2 separate regions of the Danio rerio genome follow, and region 2 is linked to region 1. Evidence: chromatin contacts called from public Hi-C data. All regions are on one chromosome and are shown on one strand. The core of a region is the stretch at or near the end of the contact, and the rest is flanking DNA. Distances in the headings are between cores, read along the strand shown. Region 1 has its middle 11 kb from the start of rorb. Region 2 holds the start of mfsd3 (major facilitator superfamily domain containing 3).

The links. Hi-C and Micro-C count contacts between places; a contact is called where the count stands out from the background.
Region 2: a Hi-C map of an unstated tissue shows a contact between it and region 1, with 4 times the contacts expected there. The contact joins the promoter of mfsd3 here to the enhancer-like site in region 1. A contact is called at or near these places in 4 of 18 Hi-C or Micro-C datasets (caudal fin, embryo and an unstated tissue).

Annotation. Positions count from the first base shown.
Region 1 is chr5:26,002,076-26,009,163 of GRCz12tu, forward strand. No RefSeq gene overlaps it. Among named protein-coding and RNA genes, the nearest start is that of rorb, 11 kb to the left of the region's middle. Within about 2 kb of position 4,771, at least 4 of the 62 cell types and tissues checked have an H3K27ac peak or open chromatin away from gene starts, as enhancers often do.
Region 2 is chr5:26,186,282-26,193,369 of GRCz12tu, forward strand. mfsd3 (major facilitator superfamily domain containing 3) reads right to left here and starts at 4,153. Exons shown (of 6, transcript XM_002661995.8): 1 at 4,088-4,153; 2 at 1-49. The coding sequence starts at 7. anxa1a (annexin A1a) reads right to left here. Exons shown (of 13, transcript NM_181758.1): 10 at 6,988-7,083; 11 at 6,595-6,653; 12 at 6,370-6,492; 13 at 6,054-6,239. The coding sequence ends at 6,186.

The sequences.
Region 1 (7,088 bases), core at 3,521-6,020:
ATGTTTTTGTTCTTTGGTTGCTTTGGTGTCTTGTGCTGTACTCATTTGTAAAAGACTTTGGATAAAAATATCTGCCAAAAAATAAATGCACCTTAACATCATTTAAAAAAAAAATGGTTTGGAGCAAAAAAACCGAAACACATACATAAACACAAAAAAACCTGAAGTTCCAATCTCTTTCTTCTTGATTGGTGCATCTTTAACCCTCTCACGTGTTTCTTTTAAATATTCCAGCTGACCCTTCAGCATCAGTTTTTTTTTTATTGTGAACGTTACTTAGAATACATTGCATTCCAAAGTTTCCATGGCAATGCGTCAAGTTTGTCACGTGACCCATTAGCCCCAATGATGCATATACAGTATCGTATTTTGTTTTTGTGTGCACTTTTCTGTAAATATTGACAAATGTTATAATTTTATTGTGAAATTTCTGATGCTCTGATTCTGAAATGTGTGATAGAACTAATCATTTGTCTATTAAAAAGCTTAATAATGATCGTATCATTTGTTATCTGATGGGTAAATGGCGCTGCTGTGTTTAGTCTGCGCTGTAACTGTTTAACTGGGAGAGGAATAGAGAAAATATTCTAGTAACATAAACAGTGTATCTATCATGTATAAATTCCTGGACAGATCACATAATTTTGGCACGATATTGGCACAATTTCCTTGACATAGGGTGTCGTAGGGATTCGTAAATGACAACATTCACTCGTTTCTTCACGTGTAATGTGGCATAGTTCACGACAACTAATACCATGCCTGCGACTCCTCGCTACACCATCTCAGAAAGTCTAGCATGTTTATTTTTTTTATCGTTCTTTATGACGAGTTCCATCACCTGGGTGACACTGGGCAATAGGAGCACATTAAATTTTAGGTTATCTCAGTGGGTGCTGCCGTTAATGCACCAGTCAGGTAATCAAAAAATAGGCTGCATATTTACTTATGAGTGGGTCTCGAGTGGATAAGATCAATCATTGGTTTTGCAAACTTTAACTACCTTTTCTAAAATATTAAGGTTTTTAAAGCAATTTTATCAGATAGACTGGCACAAACATGCAGACATCTCCATTCTCACAACGGGTTTCTGAGTTCTCTCAGCTTTACAACAAATTTAATTCTACTGAGGTAATCTGGAAACATGTTCTGTGCTGCAAATACATTGCAAAAGCCAGTCCTGCTTGTTCAAATGTGTCATTAATAGTAATAACAGTTTAATATAGGTTTTTCTAATTTTTATAATTTCTTTAAGCTAGATTACTATTTTATTTCACAAACCAACACAATCTCATGGCAATTCGTGTTTTGGCACATATAGGGGACTTGTTTTGAAGCCCATCACCTCAATTATTCGTCATTCTTGTTTATAATTAACTGACCAACAAAAGTTACATTAAAATTACAATAAAAATTCTAGCAAACAAAATTTCTTTCAAAAATATTTTCCATGAGAAATATTCAAACTATATTTTTGTTTGAGCCCCTCCACTACTTAACTGTGCGTGTGGATGATTTGTTTAGCTCTGTGGAAAATAAGAATTTAATGAATGCTTCACAGTGATTGTATCACAAATCTCAGTTATATATTTGCAATTTTTTTAATATGTCAAGATTTTAAAGATTATGTCTTAAGCATCTGACTTTACCTTGCTGCTGCTTAAGTACTTTTATTTTCTCCATCTCACTCGCGGCAAGTTCAGGCGGGGGAGTGTTTAATAAGAAACCCTTGGCAGGAAAATATACATTTAAATCTCAAAGAACATATCTTATTATTAAAAAGGAATCATAGGTTTGATCCTATCCATGTCGTAACGAGTGAACTCAAATAATGTAGTAATTAGTTGCCAGCAAGCATCAGTGTTTATTGAGATTCAAATATAATTAATCAAATTGAAAGATAAGAAATATTGTTATAGCAACACTTGTGACTGCTTTGGGAAATATTGCTCGTCATAGACATCACGGGATGACGGATCATGAAAGAATGTGTAGACTGGAACATTTGTTACCCACAACAAGTCAAGAATTTATCAACAAAATAAAATCGCATAATCGGACATAGCGACTTTTGCAACCGACAATAAAAATTGTGTCATCTGATAGGGGCTTAAAGCACATCGTCCAGTTATATTAAAAAATAATTATTGTTGCCATCTCCATAGACATCTGTGTGTATTTTACAAACCTTAATTGGTATGTTTTGTTTGTAGTTATGTGTGTTTGAATGTCTGAAACTAGAAAAAAGCAGAAAGCACAAATAAATTTAGATTTATGACAAGCACTGCGTACCTCTTTTTGTGCCTCAGCGTGCGCTGTCTGGTTTAAATTTGAGCAGCTGATGACGTGCGTTATAACGTTCCAATCACACCGGTGTGATTGTATGTGTGAACAGGCTAGTGTTAGTCCTGAATTAAGTATTGTCAAGTCAAAATTTAAATATTCACGCAAGCTAAACAAATGTCATGACATTTTCAGAGCATGAGTGTTTTGCAAGTGTTCTGTTCTGAATGAGTATCTGGGATGTGAGTGTGTCTGTGTGAGAATGGCCACAGGGCCTGTGTGTGTGGACCTGTCATATTAAATAAGGAGATGTGCGTGTCTGCGCCACTGTTGCCAGAACCACCACAGTCTCCCTGGGTTTGTGGGTAGGAGGCCTGTATAGTCTGGCTGTCAGAGCGATCATCCACACCGTCATGACACTCCAACAGGACATGATGTCATCGCCGTCCCTATCCATACAACAACGCTGCACACTTGTCATTGTGCTGATTTTACTTCCTTACAGGATTAAAAACCTAAAAGGATGAGATAAAATATGTAAATAGAAAAAAAAAATCCTAGAGGGATGTTAGCGACGGATTTAACAGCCTCTTCGGATGTTGCTAAAACCATGGCAGATTTGCGTGTTCATTTTCTGTTTAACGTTTTGATGCACAACATGGGTATAAAGTGACCAGAGGTTTATTTTCTAGTTTATATGCGTGCAAGAAATTTATTTCATCATGCAGTATTCCAGCTACACCTTATTCAACCTGTTTTTGATCATCACAAATCCTTATTTTGAATTTTTACAAATTTCTTTCATGTTTTTTTTTTTTTTTATAAAAATGCATTTATAAAAAAATGTGAACATCAGAAATTCACAAATCTATATGTTAAATTCATATATTTTTTAGGAACCTATACAATATTATCTTTGTGCATATACTTTAGATCACAGGTGTCAAACTCAGTTCCAAAAGAGCCGCAGCTCTGCACAGTTTAGTTCCAACCCTAATTAAACACACCTGATCAAACTAATTGAGTCCTTCAGGCTTGTTTGAAACCTACAGGTAAGTGTGTTGGAGCAGGGTTGGAACTAAACTGTGCAGGGCTTCGGCCCTCCAGGAATTGAGTTTGACACCCCTGCCTTAGATAAATGTATAAAATGTATAAATTTTGAAGTTTGTATTTTTTTTCTCCAATATTTCACATGAATTTAAATGTACACTACCTGATAAAAGTCTTGTCATTGATGCCAATTGTAATATGAATAAATAATAACTTGATTTCTAGTTGATCATTTGTAAAAGTGGCAGAAGGTTTTCCGATGAATCATATGTTAATCTGTATTGGTCTGTATTGTATAGGCCTAATGGAACCCGCATGGACCCAAGATTCTCACAGATATCAGTCAAGTTTGGTGAAGGAATAATCATAGTTTGGGGTGACATTCAGTATGGGGGTTGTGTGAGAGATCTGCAGAGTGGATCGCAACATCAACAACCTGAGGTATCAAGACATTTGTGCTGCCCATTACATTACAAACCACAGGAGAGGGCAAATTCTTCAGCAGGATAGCGCTCCTTCTTATACTTCAGCCTCTACATCAAAGTTCCTGAAAGCAAAGACGGTCAAGGTGCTTCAGGATTGGCCAGCCCAGTCACCGGTTATGAACATTATTGAGCATGTCTGGGGTAAGATGAAAGAGGAGGCATTGAAGATGAATCTAAAGAATCTTGATGAACTCTGAGAGTCCTGCAAGAATGGTTTCTTTGCCATTCCAGATGACTATTAATAAATTATTTGAGTCATTGCAGAGATGTATGGATGCAGTCCACCAAGCTCATGGGAGTGATACCAAATATTAATTATTTTTCCACTGCACAATGACTTTATATTCTAAACACTTTATTTCTGTTAAGTAACAAGGCTTTTGTCTAAGCAAAGTCAGACCTTACTGTCCTAACTAAATCATTTAAAATCAAGGCATTATCATATTTTATTTTGATAAAATAAGCGTAATTTAGAGGCCTTTGTCTTTCATATAAGCCACTTATGATACCAAATGATCAACTAGAAGTCAAGTTGTTATTAGTTGTTCCTAAACCTTGGATAGCCGACAAGAATTGTCAGGTAGTGTATTATCTTTCTGTTTTTAAAGATGTTCAATGACTAAAATTTGAATTTTTTTTGTTCAAACAACCAAAATACATTACCTATATTCACTGAGAATCAATAAAATATTAAATATAAATAAAATATTAGCAATATAAAAATTTATTTTCAATATTGGGTGTATTTATTTATGTTGAGCACTGTATTTCAAAGCATCCAAGTGAGTGTAAACGTTCATAAATGATGGTATTACTGAACAAATGTGGCTGTTCTGGGAGTCTGTGATGCTTCTTTGCCTGTGTCAGTGTTACGCATCAGGGTTAGGCCTATCAGAGGGTTACGTAAGAGAGGGAGTGCAGCGCTGGCGATTCCATGGTTAAGAGGAGCTCAGCCCTGCAGGCTTAGCTGAGGACAGACAGGAGCTGCCGAATACTGCACACATGCTGGACTCACTGCTACAGACAGAGGCTTAGCACACTCAACATACTCAGTCACAACTAAATGACTATAGGGAGAATACTGATACTACATTTGCGATGGGAGTTTGTGTGCAGTTCACCTAAAAATAAAGTTCTGTAATTGTTTATTCAATTGTTTATTATTTTTCATATTGTATAAAAGTATTTTATATAGAGAACAATTAACTAAATATGCAGTTGCAGAAAAGGGAGAATACTATAAGTCTTTCTATAAGAATGTTAACTTTCTTTTTACTGTTTAATATAATTATCCTTTAAAACTTTTGTTGTCATGTTAGGGTTAGGGTTATGTTGTGATTCAACATCTGTGTTGTTTCACACACAAAAGGTACTGTTGTCTACAACTGAACATAAACATCATAAAATATGGCACCTTTTTTTATGAGTAAAAATAATATAAAAATAAAATGCCACAATTTATGTAAATCCCTACAAATTGTAGTACATGTATCTACTTTAAGATTTTAAATAACATCAAAATTAAATGTCAAAATTTATGGATGAAATAATTCTCCATTGACAGATACATAAATGCAAAAAAATCTTTTTTTTCTAAGTTGCACTTAATAAAATGTATATATAATAAATAAATAAAAGTGCTTAATTTAATTATATTGTAAGTCATTAAAAGCTTATTGACAAGTGGGCAAAACCAGAGTTTGAAAGATTGTGATTAGTGTTCTAAATATCTGTGGTATGATGTTTTATGTTTCAGTGGTATTTTATTGCTTGTCTTCCATAAGTCATCTAGTAAATCACTATTTTTTGTTATTGCTTAGAAATCAAACAAGAATAAATGATGCACATTCTAATGTACTCTTTTTATCTATCAAAAATAGCCTATATGAGCATAAAATTACAAAACAAGCACTAAAATCATCCAATAAATGTAGTGCATATGACTCATGCTTTATAAAAGTCTTTTGAAGTTATACATAATCATACGAAATCACTGTGAGATCTATTTTAAGCAAAACCATTCAATGGATGGATGATTATTCATCTACAGTTCGTTTTTACAGTCAATTCATCCACAGTAGTCTATGAATCAGAGAGAGCACTTTATGATCATTTTTGTATTCGTGTATTTTGGTTGACAACCTTAAAGGGATAGTTCACCCCAAAAATCTAAATGTACTCAGTATTTACTCACTCACTCTCAAGTGGTTTCAAATCTTTATTAGTTTCTTTTTTATGTTGAATAAAAAAAGACTCGAAAAAATTATCGAAAACTTCCATATTAGAAATAAAAACAATGGAAGTTAATGGTAACAGGTTTCCAGCTTATCTCAAAATAACTTGTTTTTAGTTTTTCATAGAATTTTCAGTTTTGAGTGAACTATCCTTTTAATCTGGTTTATTATTTAAAAAAGACCAATAATAGGGTATATGCAAAGCATTCAGAAGGACTTTTATTTTGTCAGTAACCTGGGTCAAATGCTTCTAGTGAACTGCATGCAGTTACAAAATCGGCTAATTTAAAAATGGAAGGTCTGTTTTCTTTAAAAATCAATGATCTTCACTGCCTAAATGATATACTCCATAAAGTGGGTCTCAGAATGTACAAGAAGCACTGCATTAAATAAAATTTTCCTTGCCACGTCTTTAAAATATTTGAATTTATTTTACTCCAGTATCTCCAATGGCATTTCTTGTGCTCGCCTGATGATCCTGAAGGTTGTGTGCATGTAAACGGTTTTTCATCTCGGTTTACACTTCAACAACTCAATGAATGCTGAAGTCTATTTACTGATTATATTTTAATTACATAACAACATTGATTCTTGAAAGCAACTGTATAAAATTGAAAAAGTCACATTAACCGTTCACCGGAGGTTTATCAGTATGGGAAGAAACATTAGCTCTGCATATACCCTATTCTTTAAATATTCAAATTACTGTTCGTTTAACTAAAGCAACTAATCTGGTTTTGTAACAACATCCGATTTTGTCATTTACATTTATTTTGTGAACTATTCCTTTAATGTGTGTGTGAGTGGAAAAAACGAGCCACACACACACATGCACGTGGCTTGTATAATTGATTCCTAATGATATGAAGCTCTTTTCTGTCCCAAGAGTAGTTCCCTCTCTCTCTAAATAGTTCTTTAATTAGCTTCATTAAAGTGGATATGAGCACCATTGCAACTTAATTTATTATCACACATTACCCACCCGTGCATAGCTGGAGAACACTGATAAATATTTGCCGTCGATACCAGCTGTCTG
Region 2 (7,088 bases), core at 2,903-5,402, 180 kb after region 1:
TCATCATGGAGAAAGGCTGGTTTGGGGAGCCTCAGCTCATGGCTGTACTCTGTAATAGACATGAATTGAGTGAGTGATATGGATTTGGAAAGTAGGGTTGGGTGATTAGTCGAAAAAGAAATCGAAATCAACATTCAGAACCTATAATTAATCAAATTTTTCCAGATCAAGTTTTTAAATTACTTTCCCTACCTCCTGTGGAGTCATGTGACCCTGCTCTGTTAAGGCTGATTTATACTTCTGCGTTGAATACACTGGTAGAGTCTGGCGCAGCTTTCGTGCGATCACATACACCACCTCTTAAAAAAACTACACGTTACACGTTTGTAGTACATTGACGATGATTAGTAGCTGCGCCAGAGCTGCATTGAGGCGGCATTTTTTTTATGGCAATAAAATGATTATTTCCATTAAATGATTTGTTTATAAAAGATGCAAGAAATGCACTGTTTAAAATATTATTTACATGATATACAGGTTATTTTATTAAGAAGAGATGCTGTTTATTTTCTACTTTTAACATGAAAAACATTGAAAATATTTTTTTTTCCAAAAGTGCAAGTTATTTATTTTTGCTGTTTTATAAGAAAAAAAGTGACTGTTCATTTCAGGCAATGTGTGTTTTATTTTCAGTTGTTCAACACTGATGTTCATAAAATTGTCATAGATAGTAGATAATGTATGTTTCCTTCATCTATTTTAAAATTAAGTAATGCACCCTTCATTCTAAAATCTCTGATTTGTAATATGTAAGTATATTTACTGTACAAAATTTGTCAGTAAACTATAAGGGCAGAAAAATAAAATAAATAAATGAAGTTAGATCTGGGTGATAATATCGGTATCAATATTTATTGACTAAACACCATTGTCAATATCGATAAAAAAAAATCCGGTATGAAGCGCTATAGTTTTATTAAAAATGCACACAACTTTGACAAAGCCTGATGGAAGCAAGGGTACATGTTGTGCAAGTGGCGCACATGTGACTTTTTAGCTTTTTTAGCGTAGTGGGTAATGTAGTCATTCAACTTCACAATTTGTAATGTTGCAGTGTGTATTTGAATAATGATTGATAGTTCCTTTACTTGAAAACTCAGATTTGATTATCATAATTTGTTTAGTTTACAGAGATTGAGGTTCACTGTAAAGTTATTATTCACAACTTACAGGTGTTGATTTACTTTAAAGATTGCTTTGATTGTTCAGTATACGCATTACTATTGCACACACTTTGCAACATTTTATTTATCAAGTTTCAGAGTCTCTCTAACACTTATGTTTATTTTATTATCAAAATTTTATTATCATTTTTTTTGGAATATTGCCCAGCCCTAAATGATATAATCGTTCATTATTCGTAATCGAATTAAAATGTTCAATTAATCGAGATTTTGATTTTGATTTTAGGTCAAAAGCACCCAGCCCTATTTAAAAGTTACCTCCATATTGACTTAATAATAAAGCTGCATCATACTGAGAAAATGGGTGACGTGATATTGTTGATGAGCGTTGCGATTATGATATTTCTTACAAAATAACTTGCAAAAATGCTATTATATCAGTTTTTTTATTATATAGTGATCAAATTAAAATAAAGCTCAGAAAAATATATCTTTTTGAGCTAAATAAATAAATAAAAACTATGTAAAAGTGCAAACCTTTAGATTTGAAAACACAAATGACTGAAAGTCCAGCAGAAATTGTTTTTTTTTTATTGGCTGTTGGCATTTTACTCTTGTCTTCCTGCATTCGTTTGTAGAGATGTATGGATGAAGATAGTAAGGTTCCATCTGATTTGATAAACAAACTTTGCATGCAGCACACAAATGACTGGCCAATAAAATGAATTTAATTTATTGTACTTTTCAAAATTCATGTTGATGGCTTATTAAGGGTTTTTAGAGATCTTTTTTTTCCACTCCAACATAAAAAAACTGAGAACAGATAAAAACAAATGACTTTTTACCATGCTGTAAGGAACAAAAAAGCTTTATAAACCAGGTTGAGATATGAACAATGAGATATGAACAAAACTCCACTGTAAAACATTATGAATATATTGTAAAAGGGGATATTATTAGCCCTCCAGTGAAATTTTTATTAGTTTTTAAATATTTCCCAAGTGATGTTTAAGAAAGCACAGATTTTTCCCACAGTATTTCCTATAATTTCTTCTCTTTTTCTGGAGAAAGTATTATTTATTTCAGATTAGCTAAAACAAAAAAAGAAAAAACAATGTTTAAGTTCAATATTATTACCTCCCCTTAAGATATATATTTGGGTTTTTTTGTTTTGTTTTTTGATTGGATACAGAACAAACCGCTGTTATTCAATAACTTCAAATAACTAATAATAATAATTATCTAATTAATAATCTTATCTTATTAATAATCTATTCAATAACTAAAAAACCTTAAGCTCCACCCCCTGGCGCCTAAACCACAGCACAAGAAGTTAGGCCAGAGGAGAAATGGTCATTCCCAACTAAGGCAGGTTTCTCTCAAGGTTTTTTTTTTCCATCACTTCGTCAATTAATGAAGTTCCTCGCCAAATGGCTTGCTTGGTTTGAGACTTGTGGAGCTGTGCATCGATGGATTTTCTCTTCAGTGTTTGGACTTTCAGCAGTGGAAATTAAGCCATACTGAACTGAACTAAAGTGAACTTCAACTCTGAAAACTGGACTGACACAGTTTCAATTTACTAGAACTTCTCAATCTACATTGTAAAAGCGCTATAGAAATAAAGATGAATGAATGAATGAAAATATTAAATACTGTTATCAAGCAAAGACAAATCAAATTAGTTCATGTAAATTTGTTATTTATTATGTTTAAAATGTGTTGGGGAAAAATCTTCCCCATCTTAAACATCCCTTCGGAAATGTTTGAAAAAGAATTAGAAAATTAGAGGAGAATCATTTTGACTTCAACTGTATAAATTAAACTGGAAGGTTTGATGGAGTTTAAGTTGAATAATACTAACAACATTAATGTATGGTAACTGACATCAACAGAACAGACACATACAGTGCTCGCATATATAAGTACACCCCCCAGACAAATCTCTTATTTAAATTAGTATTTTCTATAGGATGCTTTACAATTTTATATTTGTGTATATACATTTGTTTAGTCAGTACTGAAGCCAAATCTGGAGCTAATCTAACAAAATATCTTACAATATGGTTCACAATTAGTAGCCCAAATGTATATGTTATAGAAAAATATATATATTTTTAAATTCAAAAATAGCAAAAAATAGGGAGAAACAAAATATAAATACAATTTTGTTAAAAATGTTTGTTGAAATTTGTAACAGAAAAAAAATGTAATATTTTGCATGAATTAAAATGTATTATCTTTCCATTTTGATAGATGTTCTGTGACTAAAATATTGTTTTAATACATATATATGTTTAATAAATCTGTTTGTATGCACCAATATACCATATTCACTGAGAAATGGATAATTTTGAAAATATTCATTTTCATAATGGAGTGTATTAATTTATGCTGAGTACTGTACGAGTAATAAAATAAGCATCTATTTTTATACGTGTTTTAGACGTCTCTTTAATGTCTGAATGTGTCATGCAAAAATAGACCAAAGCTGACTTGTTCTTGTTTAAAACAATGGTTTTGTCTGCAATAAAACACACACACACACACACACACACACACACACACACACACACACACACACACACACAGACACAGACACACACACACACACACACACACACACACACACACACACACACACACACACAGTGGTTCATTCATTTCACATGTCATTCATTCATAACATATCACAGGTGGATATTTATGAAATAACTAATGAAACGATGATATCCTTAATAATATCATTCAAAGTCTTTTTTAAGCATTCTGAAAGCTGCTAGAAACTCAAGATAATAATAATACTCATTAAAGCACAAGAACGATTTCATTCTGTCATAAACATTCCATTACTGTCAACAACATATGTTCTAGTTTGAAAGAGTCTTTTCTAGGACAGCAAACAATTAAAACTGTATATGTTAAAATTAACAAAGTACATAAATTAAGTAGCGCAAATGACTTACTGTATTTACATGTAAATATCCTTCACCCGCGGTGCTCGATGCAGCATAACCTCTATTTTCTAACTCGGTACTTCCGCGGGAGCGCGTGACGTCATATACTCCTTCAACAAATCAACTTGCAGCTCTTTTGACAGTGTTCACAGCCAACAAATCAACAGCGCCACCAGTCAATAAAACTGTACTGCAACCAAAAGCTAAAATGAGAAAGACGAGGTTCCTGTTTACATGACATAACACTATGATGTACTTTTTTCTCAAGTGTTCAGTGAGCAAGGAATGCTAAGATGTCACATTTGTGCAATTTCACGCAAATGCCAAATCTGCAATAGAAAAAAAACAAGTTTTTACATAAATAGTAAATCCGTTTATGCATTTTATTGTGTAAGAAAGTATTGAGTGCTTACTCAGAACTGTCTCTGTCATTGTTTGCAATTCTATTTGATTCACCAAAGTAACATGAGTGGCAATTTCACATCTGTCACTTTCATAAAGCCTTTTCCTCAATGCAAACATTTTAAATCAAATCAAATCAATATTTTTTTGTTCTATAGCAAACCGACTCTTATCCTTTTGATGGGCACTGTCTCTTTTGGCCTGTGCAGTTCAATTCATAGAGTTTCTACACAGTAGGCTATGTTGCATACTGTAAACTCACAAACTTTTTTGGTCATATCCATATCCATCCATATTTTCCTCATTAAAAATATAAAAAATGTTTACAGATGGATGTTTTTTGATCCCATAACTCTGTGGTAGTAGTTTTAGAAAACGAAAAGAGATATTTTAATATAATGTTAAAATATACTTTCTTTGTGATTTTTTTTTTTTTGAGTTTATACTGCAAACGTCACATCCGAAATGCTCATATAGTCAAAATCTCTTTCCTTACATTCCTACTGTTCCAGCCCAACATGTTTATGTAATAGAAGAGCTTGTACTAATACACACCTTTTTGTTTACTGTCAGAACGTGATGTACCCTACTTCCCACATTTAACTGAAAGGCTCAATTGGGCATGAATTAGTAAGTGGAAAAAATGTGTTTGTCTAATAAGACACACATACTGTTCACTGGGGTGGTACATTTTCAAGAGGTACACATTTGTACTTAAAGGGTCCGTTTTTGTACCTCAAAAGCATATATTAGTACCTAAACAATTTAAGAGGAACATTTTTGTACTACTAATATGTATCCTTGAGGTATTAATATGGACGTTGAAAATCTAAAAACTTTTTAAAGATCTATTAAATGCGTTTTGAATATCTCAAAATCATATCTCAAATTTGTCAAGTCATTCCTACTTTATGTATATACATAAATCTGAGTGTTGTTCTTTTAATTGTGCAACACTTTTCAAAAAGTATCTAAAATAATTTTGACTGGTGAGAAATTCTCCAGCAAATTTGGGACAAGAAACAAAACGATTAATAATTATTGGATACGCTTTAAATTACAAGTCTGTAAATATCATAAGAGTAAAAAGTAGAAATACTTTTCTATGGAGGTATGTTTATAAACCCTGTTAAAGAGCATTTATTACAAATATTTTCTTGCATCTCACATTATGAAGACATTCAAAATTTACAGACACACACACATTCTGGCATCACAGTTGCGCAGTGGTAGCATAATTACCTCACAGCAAGATGGTTGCTGGTTTGAGCCTTTGCTGGGTCAGTTGACATATCTGTGTGGAGTTTGCATGTTTTTGTGGGTTTTCTCCGGGTACTCCGATTTCCCCCAGTTTCCCCCAAAGACATGCGGTACAGGTGAATTGAATAAGCTAAATTGGCTGTAGTTTATGTGTGTGAATGAGCATTTATAGGGTTTTCCCAGAACTGGGTTGCAGCTGGAAGGGCATCCGCTGTGTAAAACATATGCTGGATAAGTGGGCGATTCTTTCCAATGTGGTGACCCCAGATTAATAAAGCGACTAAGCCGAAAAGTAAATGAATGAACACACACATTCTTTCTTATGAATCTTTATTTATCAAAAAGTTTTTCATTTTGTTATAGTTGCTTGTTCTGTACGGGGTTTTTATTGCATATATTGACATCTGGTGGATCTTCGTCTGTATGCATTTATTCTTGACAGAAATTAATTGCCACACAATGCTAGCAGGATCGTCTCATAATCTCCTTTGGTGTCATCCTAAAACAAACAAAACACAATCTTTCACTTAATATTTACAGGCAGGATCATATAATACCACTTGCTATTTTTTGTGTTTATATATTGAGGAGAATAATGTGTAACAAAATGTTTAATGAGACATAATTACCTGGATATCCTGGTAGAGGCTCTTGCCATACTTCTTCTGATACTCTTGCTTGATGTTGGCCAAGTCAATCTCAGAGCGGCTCACAAATATCCTGGTCAAGATCTGGCCTCTGTAACCAGAGCCCTGTGAAAATAAAGTCACACTCAATGATTCTGGCAGGTTATCAGTTGTCATTTTAAAAGTTTAACTCAAGTGCTAGACATTGAATTATGAAATCACACTTGCCTTCATTGCTAGATTCAGTTTCTCAGCAAAGAAAGCAGGTTTGTTTGAAACACATTTCACTGTAGAAAAAGATGACAAGTCACTCATAGGTAAGCACAAAAATATTTCTGCCATTCAAAACATCATTCAAATACTTTGCTTTCTGTTTCACTGTTCAGAGCTCTGCCTTACAAATAACATTCCTGTTAATTGTAGCTTAAAGTAGAAAGTACACATAAAAAGTATTCTTCTCATACTATAAGGAAGTATTTAAGACTTAAAAGGTACAGTATGTCTAAGTGCTAAAAAATATTTCTGCAGTCAGAAGTTGCAGTGAACTTATTAATGTACTTCATACTATTTAAAAAGCAGTATTTACTAATACAGACAACCATAAAGGTTTCAGAGTCTCACCAACAGCAATCAAGCAGCTCTCAATATCACCCTTTAACTCTAGGTCAATGGCTTTGGCGACGTCCACTTTACTGTACTTGTTGTACTGCTGAAAAACTAAA